Linked DNA regions of Mus musculus: regions 2 and 3 are each linked to region 1. Evidence: chromatin contacts called from public Hi-C and Micro-C data. All regions are on one chromosome and are shown on one strand. Each heading gives the region's core, a stretch centred on a gene start, on an enhancer-like site or on the middle of the called end of the contact. The rest is flanking DNA. Distances are from core to core; before and after follow the strand shown. Region 1 overlaps Luc7l (Luc7-like). Region 2 holds the start of Neurl1b (neuralized E3 ubiquitin protein ligase 1B). Region 3 overlaps Neurl1b (neuralized E3 ubiquitin protein ligase 1B).

Region 1 (3,843 bases), core at 688-3,187:
GACCTTTAATCCCAGTCCTTAGGAGGCAGAGTCAAGTGGATCTGAGTTTGAGGGCAGCCAGGGGTCTACAGAACAAGTCCCAGGACAGCTGGAGCTATACAGGGCAACTGTAGGGGGTAGAGAGGGACACACGGACAGAGGGGGTAAGAGGAAAAGGGAGAGGGGACCCTTGTCAGCTCCTCCTTCCCTAGTTCCAATCAGTCAGTGTTGCACCTCACCACAGTGAATATGTCATAGGTTTTGCTTTTAAAGGCTACACTGGAGCCAGGTGTGATGGCATATACCCTAATCTCAGCCCTTGGAAAGCAAAAGCAGGCACATATCTGTAAATTCTAGGCCAGTCCGGATTACATTAGTAAGACCCTGCTTCAAAATAAATAAATGCATGCTTTTATATGTTTCAAACACTGATGGCTCCAAGTCACAAAACAGCAACAGCAGTTTCCTAAGGCTAGCCCCCATGCTTACCTCCTGCCCAGGCGCTCTTCTCGCTCTCTCTCCTCTCTTCTCCTCAATCGATCCTGATTTCTTTTTTCCTGTTTTTCAGCCACAGTTTTCTAAATAAATGAAAAAATGGGAAAATAAGGAGAAGCAACAGCTTTTAGGAAACAATATTCTACTCAGTTAAAAGCTAACAGAACACATGAAAAAAAAATTAACCATCATTTTCTACATTTGGTGACAAATTACAGAAAAGGGGCTGAACTTCTAAGACACAGGGCTTAAATCACAATGTTTCAAACCAAGCCATAAACTGTTCCTCCTACAGCCTCTCCATAAGCTTTGTAGTAAGAAATGTTAGTTAAAGAAACTTAACTCAGACCAAAAGCAATAGCACCCTGCTGTTGGGAGTAGAGATGTAGGTACCCAGAAAACAGCTCCCTTTTGATTTGGTGTGTGCTATGATAATATCAGCACAATTCATCAAGCTTGATCCTATATGCAACAGAAGCAGGAGGCTCTGAGAACCTCTACCACCAAATCAGCATCAACTTAAGTTAGCTTGAATGTGTCAAGAACCTCTACACACACCAATAATGCTGAGGGAGGGAGGATGAGAGGACAGTGAGAACACAAAGGAAAGAATGGGACTGAACAGACAGTTCAGCAGGTAAGCTGCTCTGCCATGGGACCTAGAACTTTAGAGCCCACATGTGAGTAAAAACTGGCTCTAACTCCTAGGGATCTGTTGCCCTCTTCTGGCCTCCAGAGGCACTGCAAGAATATGGTACACAAACATATGCATGCAGACAAATTACTTCTCCCACACATAAAATGAAACTTTTTCTTTTTTTAAACCCAGAAATATGTCAGGCAATTTTGGGCCACGCCTTTAATCCCAGCACTCGGGAGGCAGAGGCAGGCGAATTTCTGAGTTCGAGGCCAGCCTGGTCTACAGAGTGAGTTCCAGGACAGCCAGGGCTACACAGAGAAACCCTGTCTTTTGAAAAACCAAAAAAAAAAAAAAAAAAAAAAAAAAAGAAAAGCACCAGCCTCTCTTCCAGAAGACCATGGTTCGATTCTCACCACCTACATGGCAGCTCGTAACTGTCTATACCTCCAGTTTCGGGGAATCCGATAATCTCACACAGACATAAGCAAAACACCAATGTACATAAAATGAAGATAAATAAGTTAAAATAAATCAAAAATAAAAAACAAAACCCAAATGCTACAGGTCCTTCGAGCCCTTGTCGCCCGAGGCTACTGACTTGGGTTCACGCAGCAGCTTCTTTACTTAGGGATTTTCCCCTACAGCTCTCTTCCCCATCAGCTGCTTCTTCTACTCCTTCTTGCAGCTTTACTTACAGCAGCTAGCTTCTACTACTGCTTCTCTTAAAACAGCTGCTTCTACTCAAGGCAAGGGCTGTACCCAAAACTCCTCTACTCGTGCCTACTGACTTCATCCAGCTCCACCCCACCTCATCCAATCAGAATTCACACACGCTCCAGGCACGAGCTCAGGTCAGTCACCGACAGGCTGACAGGTCGGGATCTCGAGGAACAGTCCAGCCTGGCAGGCAGCCCACGCATACAGCCTCACTGCGCATGCTCGGGCGAGGCAGCAACCAACTTGGCCCTCGCCGCCACACCTGCTTCTCGCACCCAAACAAACAACAAAACAAAAAGAAACAAACAACACAGAAACATGTCCAAATCCAACTTAAAGAATACAGATAACTTTTTAAAATTAAAGCTAAAAGTAACCAGACTCCCAGGAGCTCTGCAGAAACAAAATATATTAACATTACCCTCAACTGATCAAGCTTCTCCCGGATCTGAATGAACCCCAGGTGTAACTTGCCCCCGAAGTGGTCTGCAAGCCGACGGTCATTGTCATGGAGACCAAGGTAAGCTGAACAAACCTCGCAAACACGGAGTTTTTGCTGTTGAAAACTGGATGCAGGCATGGAATTTCTATATTCTTCCTATGGGGGAAAACATAAAGATGAGGCATTTCAGAACTGTCACACTGCAAAGGTCGTCCAAGTGGCAAAACCTGAAACATAGGCGACGTTTTACTACATACTGAAACTGGGTTGTTCAGCTTTAGGTTATGTTGGAAACTTCAATTTCACTTTTTTTTTTTAACTAACATTAAAGGCAGGTAGTTCTCTGAGCTCCAGGACAGTCACACAGCTGTCTTGAAAAATGAAAAAACAAACAAACAAACAAAAAACATTTATGTCTCATCAAAAGAAACAAAGACAATTCAAACATGGAGATAAGGACTGTTCTCAGAGATCAGCAGGGAAGATATGTTTCTGAACAAGAATAGGGAAGAGATCCCAAAATCTAATAAAGCCTGGGGCTGAAGACGACCTAGGGTGGCTCCCGCAGCCACGGGAGACTAACAATCATCCCTCCGTGACACCAGTGACAGGTCTGGTGCTTTTCTCTGGCTTCTGAGAACACTAAACACAAGTAATAAATACACCAATAAAGACAACACCCAAATACATATTTTTTTAACTTGAAAAAAAAAATTGAGCTGGAGAGATTGTACTCAAGACTGTATGCTGCTCCCAGGGTGTGGTCACAGACACTTAATCTCAGGAGGCAGAAGCTGGTGAATCTTTGTGAATTTGAAGTCAGCCTGATCTACAACATGAGTTCCAGGACAGCCACAGGGCTGTTACCCAGAAAAACCCTATCTCAAAAGAACAGCAGCAAAAGAATCTATACTGTTCATGCAGAAGAACTGAAATAGATCAATTCCCAGCACTCATGGTAGGCAGCTCGCAACTACCAATAACTCCAACTCAAGGGCAATCCAATGCCTCTAGTTCATTTCAGCAACCTACACTCACATGCATATAGCCCTTCAGACAGAATTAAAATAAATATTTTAAAAGTAAGCAAAAACTAGAGCAGTCGTAGCAATTGTGTCCTAATATCCAGGCTATATCAAATGCAGGTCTAAAAGTTCCGGTGAAAAGGCCCAATCACCAACACTTTCCTTGAAGAGAAAAGTACACAACACATAAGATGCATCCTCCAAGAATACTAAAATGTATATAGAAGCCGGGCGGTGGTGGCACACGCCTTTAATCCCAGCACTCGGGAGGCAGAGGCAGGTGGATTTCTGAGTTCAAGGCCAGACTGGTCTACAAAGTGAGTTCCAGGACAGCCAGGGCTATACAGACAAACTCTGTCTCAAAAAAAAAAAAAAAATGTATATAGAAAAATCTCTCATTCTGCCTCAAAGCAAAATACATCAAACAGAAAGAAATCAGGAACACTGTAACTAGTACTTGAACTCCAGTTAAAAACTGCTGCAAAGGGGCTGGTGAAATGGCTCAGTGGGTAAGAGCACCCGACTGCTCTTCCGAAGGTCCGAAG
Region 2 (3,595 bases), core at 630-3,129, 140 kb before region 1:
GAAGCCTTATGAAGGTGTCCCCATTAGGGCAGAGAGTGTAAGGTCCCTGGAAAAGGTGACCAGAGAACCTGGTGGTGAGACAAGAAAGAACAGTCCAGGTGTGAGAGGATGTAAAGATGCCAGAAGCCAATGGCAGGTGGATCTAAAAACAATATATAAGTCTTTACATTTTGGGCACCTGTTATCTGATGTGCCTCCTCACTGAGGGTAGGAGGTTCCCACACAGCATGAGGTGACCTGCCTTGACTCTGAGCCCCCAGCCTAGAGTGCTCCACCCACAGCATCAGACTCCAGGGGAATGGGCACCCCAGCAATGTGTGAGCACCTGGTGAGACAGCCTGTCCCTTGCCTTGCTCCAAGTGTGACCCACAGGTGGCAGAATGGCTTTTTAAAAAACCAACCAGAATAGCACAGGAATTCTAGTTGAGTATGTACTGTGTCTCCGTCATGGGCTTCTGTGACTGCCATCTCTGATGTGACCTCAGGTCCCTCCAGATCGGTGGCTGGGTCTCTTCAGCCTAGCAAGAAGCGGTTATCACTCTGTCTAGTACAGACCCAGGTTCCAAAGCCACCTCTGAAGCTGACCAGCCTGTGACTCCACCTGGCTGACCTTAGGAATGATCCAGTAAAAGCCACCCAGGGGCTTGTTAGTAGAAGGGGCTGTCTGTCTCCCCAGTGGTCCTTAGGTCTCAGGTTGGTCCAATCCCTTCCAGGGGAAGAGACAACTCTATTAGGATAACTGCCGGAGGAAGGGCTGTGGGGGTGTCAGAACAGAGATGGGGTGTCAGCTGGGCTGTGCTAAATCTGACCTACAGCCAACTTGCTTCTTCTCTGAACTACCCTCCCCCAACACACACACACACACACACACACACACACACAGAGAGAGAGAGAGAGAGAGAGAGAGAGAGAGAGAGAGAGAGAGAGAGAGAGAGCCTCTGCTTAAGGATGCTGCGAATGCCGAATGCCCAGTTTTATGCCCAAACACTTCTGAAGACTTGGGACACAGTGGGGGTGAGGGGCGGGGCAGACAGGCTGACAGGGCCCATGCAGTCTCCCACCACTGCCTGTCACCGGGTCATTTCTCCTGTACTGAGGTTAAACTTCTTGTGTAAAATCGGGGTGTCTTTTCTTAGGAGGACGATTCTTTGCAGACAGGCAGTGACAGCCTCGGCGCGCTGACATGTTCCACCATCACTAGGTATTTTCAGCGAGGCGTGGCGTCCCCCGGCCTCCGCACGCCCGCCCCACGCCCCTCGCCCACCGCCTTTCTCGGGTCTAGGAAATTCTAGGGCGCTTTTAACTAGGGGGCGATGCGCCCCACAGCAATGGCTCAGATGGGGCTGGGAGGGCCCCCAACAGAACGGACACCCGAACGGGGCGCAGCCGGGCGCGCGTGGGAACGCCGCCAAGAACTAGCACGTGTGCCGGGGGCGCCTGTGGACTGTACGCGGAGACCCGGGACACCCGCGCCCTGCAACCCCCCTGAAGGGTTCCGGCCGGGGGAAGCCCCGATACCTCCCTCCGGCTCGCTCATTAGCGACCTCCGGCTGGAACAAAGGCGTGGGGCGCACGGCCAAGGCCAGGAAAACCAGGAGGGGTCCGCACATCCCTGCAGGGGTGCGGCTCCGGGGCTCGGGCTCCGGCAACCAGGCTCTGGCTTGCACCCGGGCTCCGCGGCTGCGACGACCCGGGGAGGACCAGGCGCTCCGCGCCACTTCGGGGCGCGGCTCCGGGCGTACCTGGCAGGGTCCGGTGCACCGTGTTGCCCATCGCTACTCCGAGACTCGCGGCGCGGGGCTAGCTGGGCGGGCCGGGGGCCGCGGCCGGGCTGCGGGGCATTGCCGCTGCACCGGCGACCGGCGGGCGGCAGATGGGCGGCGCGGGCGGCGGCGGGAGGAGGCGGAGCCACCGGCCCGGGCGCGCCCGCCCCGCCCCCGCGCCCGCCACCAACCGTGCTTGGGCGGGGCTGGGGCCGCCGCCGCGTCTTTTGAAAGTTTGCACCGGTAGCGCGCTGGAGAGGCGGGGCTGGCCTCCTGCCCTCGTCGTTCCCGCGCGCACCGACCTTGCTCTTTTTGCCAATCGGGATGGGTCGCCGGGTGCCGAGTCCTTGTCCAGGCATTCGGCCACTTTGGGTGGTGCCTCGACTCAGGGACGACGCGCACACATGCAGGTCACGCCAGACAGTGTCAAGGGCTCCATGACAGTCCATCCAGGGTGAGATGGGGGTGGGGGGTAGGGATGGGGAACTTCTCCATCCCCTAGGCCGCATACCTAGGAGGAGAGACTTCAGTATGTAGTGGTTGTTTAGGGGGGGGGGCGGGACCCAGACTTGAGCTCACTGTGCCTTCTTCATTAAAGTACTGCCCACACCCTATGTACCAGGCCCTCTGCTGAGCCCCAGACGCAGTCCCTGCTCTCAAGGAAGAGAAAATTAGCAATCAAGATCACATAGTGGTCAAAACCAACAATAACATTGAAGTGTCAGATAGGGCCGGCTGAGGGTTTTTGAGAGAACGAGGTGGCATGTGAGGTGGGTAGTGTTGCCAGGAGGTACGAGGCGGCGGCGTTGGGGGGGGGGAGGGGGCTGAGAGGGGGAGGTGCATCCACTCCCACCGCATAAATCTTTTCTCAGAACCTTCCAGCCTTGGCTACTCTTCTATAAAAGGCCAGCTAGCCCATGCCACCCCTAGTCCAATTCACAGACTAACACACCAAGGTGGGGGAGGTGTAATGACTCTGTGAGGAGACCCAGTCCCTAACCATTACTTTCAGACTCCCATACTCAGTACTCTCGTCAGTTTAGGAAGCAGGGTTATTACCTCCACAGCACAGACAGGGTAAACCGAGGGTCAGTGGGTAGACGAGATGTCCAAACCTATCTCCCAGTGGCTGAGGGCAAGCTCCCTCTGAAACGGAGTAAAAAGAGGTGCTCAGAGGACCGCCTCCTGCCTTGGTTTCTCGTTGTCCTCAGACTCTCCTCTGTTGTTCCCCAGGAAGCCATGGCCAGACCTATTCTGTACTGAGTTTCTAATTCTCAATTACAAGTGCTCTCAGTTATTTAAAATTTCACCCCAAACTCTGGTGGGCAAAGGTACTTTAGCTGGGTAGGCCTTCACTCTGTATGACCCTGGGGTCCTTAGAGAGGTCGCCATTGCTATAAAAGGAGTTGAGGAATTTCACTTAGATAAAATGGCTCAGGGCAACAGGACTTTGTGGCGGCAGGGTGGGGAAGCTGCTGTTAAAAAGCCACTTTCAGAGCACTCCAGCAAGTGGCTGTGTTTCAGTCACCTCCCCAGATGTTCGCTGCAGCCACTGAACCCACCGCACCCCAACTGTTCTGGTGTGTGTCTCGGGGTGGGGAGGACATGTAGATTTGAAAGGCTGAGGTTGAGCCTCTCGGTCCCCATGTGGATGTGCTGTGGGGAAATGCTATGTCTTCCACGTCAGTGGCAACAACAGCAGACCACACAGGAAAAAAAAAAAAATCAGGACCAGGGAACTTCTTGAAGGTCCAGAGCTCTAAATTAGTGTGTTAAATAACATGAGCTTAAAGCAATGTTATCTTCAACATTGCTTTAAATGGAGCTGATAT
Region 3 (3,512 bases), core at 477-2,976, 160 kb before region 1:
CAGGCTCTCCCCTGGCCGCAGCGGCCGCTCGGAGAACACGAGCGTGCGGCCGCCGTCGGGGCGGGGCGCGCAGGCTAGCCTGCGGTCGGCGGACAAGCTCACGTCGGGTCCGCGCGTGGCGTGGAAGCGCAGCTCGGCGTCCAGCAGCGCGGGCGATGAGGCGGGCCTCGGGCGTTCGCGGGCCACGCACGGGACCGCGGCGTCGGGACGGCCGAGAGCCAGGTGACCCAGCTTGGCCACCACCTGGTTGTTCTCCAGCTCGTTGTTGTCGAAGTTGGCAGCGTCGTGGCTGCCAGGAGGGGGGCAGGCGCTGAGGCGAGCCTGACCCAGGCGCAGGGGGGTCAGCGTGTCAGCGAAGGTGCTTTCTATGGGACAGAAGAGAGGTATCAAGAGGCAATTGGCACCCAGGACCTCAAGCCTCAGACCTTGTCCCTTAAGCCTTAAGGGCCCTGGACTCCAGTTGCCCCTGACCTGCAACCTCAGATCCTGCACATTACCCAGATCCACCGACCTCCAACCTCAGGTCTAAAATCCTACACTCCTGATTCCCTCTACCTCTAACTTCACAGTCCGTAACTCCCAAACCTCAAAACCTGGAGCTTACATTGCCAACCCCTGCAACCTCAGACATGAGACTCTAGACTCCGGCTCCTCTAGATCTCGTATCTCAAACTTCAGGCCCTACTCAGATCACAGACGGGTCAGGCAGAACCCCATTGCCCTAAATGTAAGGCCCTGGCCCCCAGATCTGCCTGACTTCTGATCCCTAGCTCCCCTGGATCTCACCCACGCTCTTCCTGACCTCAGACTTCCATCCAGGTTACCCTGGCTTTATAGCTGCAGGTGGCTGGACTGGCTTGTGTTCCCTGAGCCTCCAGTCCTTGCTGTACCCAACCTCCCACTGCTTTGGAAGGTTCTTCTTTCCCTTCCATCTCCACCCTGCTTCCTCTTTCCTCCCACCCCGCCCGGCCCGTTCTTGAACTTGTGATGTCTGTCTTAGTGTTCCAAGTTCTGGAGTTCATGTACCATGCCCGACTTCTTGCTTCTTCCTTTGTCCTTTTCTCTCTCTCCCTCCAGAGGTTTTCATACATTTGCACAGCTGGGCATTGAAAGTTCCTTTATTGTTTCCCTACTTAAAGCAAAACATCAACCTAAAGAGCAAATCTGACACTGGGGCCCTAGCCTGTGGCAGGCTAACCTGAGCTCTCGGATCTCATTGACTACAGCAACCGACAGGCATGAACGATCACTACGGCCATTTAGCATGGGAACGGAGGCACAGAACCACGCTGTCTTGTCTAGATTCAGGGTTCTTTACCACAATGCCACCAGGAACAGAAAGGACAGGGCACATGACAGAATGGAGACAGTAGAGAAAAGAGGAAGCGAGGATGCCAGTGTATTGAGTGGGAGGTGCTATTTGCTGGGAGAGCAGGAGTCGGGGAGAGTCAAGAGTTCCATCTAGCAGGCTCAGTACAAGGCTGGGGTATCAGAGAGAGGCAGGTAAGCAGCAGGAGGGTGGAGTGTGCATTTGGGAATTCTAGACTTTGCAAAGTCCTCTGGGGTTCCTGTGTTGGGGGCTAGATTGAGAGGTACTGCAGGTTCTGAGGGGCAGGGATCTGGGTGCCCATTGGCAGTGCTGGTCCCCAAGGGTAAATGCTGGCCTGAAGAGTTACTCAGTCCTGTGAGAATAGGTTTTTAGGAAGAGAGCAGGCCTGACCACCGACTCTCCGGCTTCTAGTTTCACTATGCTATGTCTCCTGCTTGTTCCTCCTGTCGCCCCAATAGCAGCTCCCAGAGGCCCTGCAGCCGGCGCATCATGCTTTTCTGATGAAGCCTCGGGTATTTGGTTGCAGTAGACAGAAGCGAGGCTAACATGGAAGTTCAGAGATGGCATCCATGTCCTGCTCATGTCCTCAGATCAGGGGACATTGTCTTGCTTTATGACAGCTTGTTCAAGTCTACAGCTGTTTATACATATGCACACATAACTATCTTCAGATTATGTTACACATACACACACATACATCCAACCACACCCTGTGTGGCTCTAAGAGCTGAATATATATTTAAAATGTGTTTATATGTACTTTTAAAACATTTTTGTTGTTTTTATGTTCATGTGTGGTTTGTGTGTGTGTGTGTGTGTGCGCGTGTGTACTATATACCTGGTACCCACAGAAGCCAGAAGAGGGTGTTGGATACCCTAAGATTGGAATTACAGATATTTGTGAGCCACCTTGTGGGTGCCAGGAATAGAACCTGGGTTCTCTGGAAGAGCCGCAAGTGCTCTTAACTGCTTGAGCAATTTCTTCAGCCCCATGTGCACTGTCTTTTACATGTGTTTTATGTGTGCTGTCGTACACAATTCAAGAGAATGAGTGCACCCAGCACAAAATCCAGGGCCTTCTATCTCAGCAGTAGAGGGCCTGTGGTCTTTACAGTCAGGTACATGATGACTTGCAAGGCCTATGGAGGACTGCTACTCTGGTTTCTGTACCCACACCCAAATTTCCTTGGTGAGAATAGCCCATCCTCACTGTTATCACCTGAGGAGTTGGGGTCTCTCTACCTGGTCAGTCACTACTACCCAAACCCCTGCCTATAGCCACAAGTCGAGAGATAGGGATGTGAACCATAATGCATGGGATGAGGCCAGTAAGTCTTGAGACCCAGAAAAGCAGCTGGTAGGCCAGAGGACTGCTACAGCAGGTGACCCTTTGGCCCACAGGATGGCTAAGCTGAGGAGGAAGCAGGAGGGAGAAGGGAAGATGCCTCCCCAGGCTCCACCCTTTGCCGCTCGCCACTCACCGCTGTGACCCTTTCTTCCTTAAATAATATTGAAGCAACTGAGTATTTCAGACTGTCTAGCCTGCGATGACGTGGCTTTGGTGTGATATTTGTTTAATCTGACCCAGACATTGGAGTACATGCAGAGGAAGGATGGGAGCCACTCAGACTCACACCTTTGTGCCAGGAAGAGGGATGGTTCTCCTCCAGCCAGCATCCCTGGGCCCCTCTGTGTTAGTCCTGATGTATGTGGCATAAGCCAATGATCACAAATATAAATATAATGAGCGCTAAAGGAATCAAAGTGACTAGCGGGGAGGGGCGGGCACCCAATGCAAAGGGCTTCCTCAGAATGACAGCAGGGCCAAGCTGCAGGCTGTGCCACCTGAGAGCCTTGGGTACGCTGGGTGCTGGAAGCCAGCTCTGCTGTCATTGGCTTAGGTGAAGCCTAAACAGAGACTTCCCATATCTCCTAGGGGACTCCGTGTACAGCCAGGGCTGAGAGCTGTGGAGCCAAATACAGACCAATCCGGTCTTGCAGACCAGGAGCTTCAGGACTGGTCACTTTCCTTCTTAGAACCTGGCTTCTCCACTCAGTGGGGAACTGCACCCTGGACCTAGCTCGTCCAGTGTAGTAGCTGGACCCATTGCAGAAGATGCAGGGCATACATTTCCACCAGGCCAAAAGCTGTGCGCATCCTGTAGGCCCCTTTGACTTGAGT

The links. Hi-C and Micro-C count contacts between places; a contact is called where the count stands out from the background.
Region 2: a Micro-C map of embryonic stem cells shows a contact between it and region 1, with 1.6 times the contacts expected there. The contact joins the promoter of Neurl1b here to the enhancer-like site in region 1. A contact is called at or near these places in 19 of 39 promoter capture datasets (the 3T3-L1 cell line, 3T3-L1-derived adipocytes, the HPC-7 cell line and 13 more), 1 of 15 datasets of contacts at CTCF or cohesin (large pre-B cells), 18 of 484 Hi-C or Micro-C datasets (CD4 T cells, CD8 T cells, the N1E-115 cell line and 11 more), 9 of 115 datasets of contacts at active chromatin or transcription factors (the HPC-7 cell line, bone marrow-derived macrophages, cardiomyocytes and 4 more) and 5 of 9 other capture datasets (adipose tissue, embryonic stem cells, liver and 2 more).
Region 3: a contact with region 1 is called in a Hi-C map of bone marrow-derived macrophages, with 31 read pairs. The contact joins two enhancer-like sites. A contact is called at or near these places in 1 of 15 datasets of contacts at CTCF or cohesin (large pre-B cells), 23 of 484 Hi-C or Micro-C datasets (CD4 T cells, CD8 T cells, the N1E-115 cell line and 14 more), 16 of 115 datasets of contacts at active chromatin or transcription factors (cardiomyocytes, embryonic basal ganglia, embryonic forebrain and 5 more) and 3 of 9 other capture datasets (adipose tissue, embryonic stem cells and liver).

The regions. Positions count from the first base shown.
Region 1 is chr17:26,274,260-26,278,102 of GRCm38.p6, reverse strand. Luc7l (Luc7-like) reads right to left here. Exons shown (of 10, transcript NM_028190.3): 6 at 2,253-2,429; 7 at 469-557. Among named protein-coding and RNA genes, the nearest start is that of Luc7l, 23 kb to the right of the region's middle. Within about 2 kb of position 1,937, at least 8 of the 459 cell types and tissues checked have an H3K27ac peak or open chromatin away from gene starts, as enhancers often do. A contact at or near this core is called in Th17 cells, bone marrow-derived macrophages, differentiating embryonic stem cells and 2 more, where this site is marked.
Region 2 is chr17:26,413,143-26,416,737 of GRCm38.p6, reverse strand. Neurl1b (neuralized E3 ubiquitin protein ligase 1B) reads right to left here and starts at 1,879. Exons shown (of 5, transcript NM_001081656.3): 1 at 1,743-1,879. The coding sequence starts at 1,773.
Region 3 is chr17:26,435,520-26,439,031 of GRCm38.p6, reverse strand. It overlaps Neurl1b (neuralized E3 ubiquitin protein ligase 1B), which reads right to left. Exons shown (of 5, transcript NM_001081656.3): 3 at 1-365. Among named protein-coding and RNA genes, the nearest start is that of Neurl1b, 22 kb to the right of the region's middle. Within about 2 kb of position 1,726, at least 48 of the 459 cell types and tissues checked have an H3K27ac peak or open chromatin away from gene starts, as enhancers often do. A contact at or near this core is called in bone marrow-derived macrophages, where this site is marked.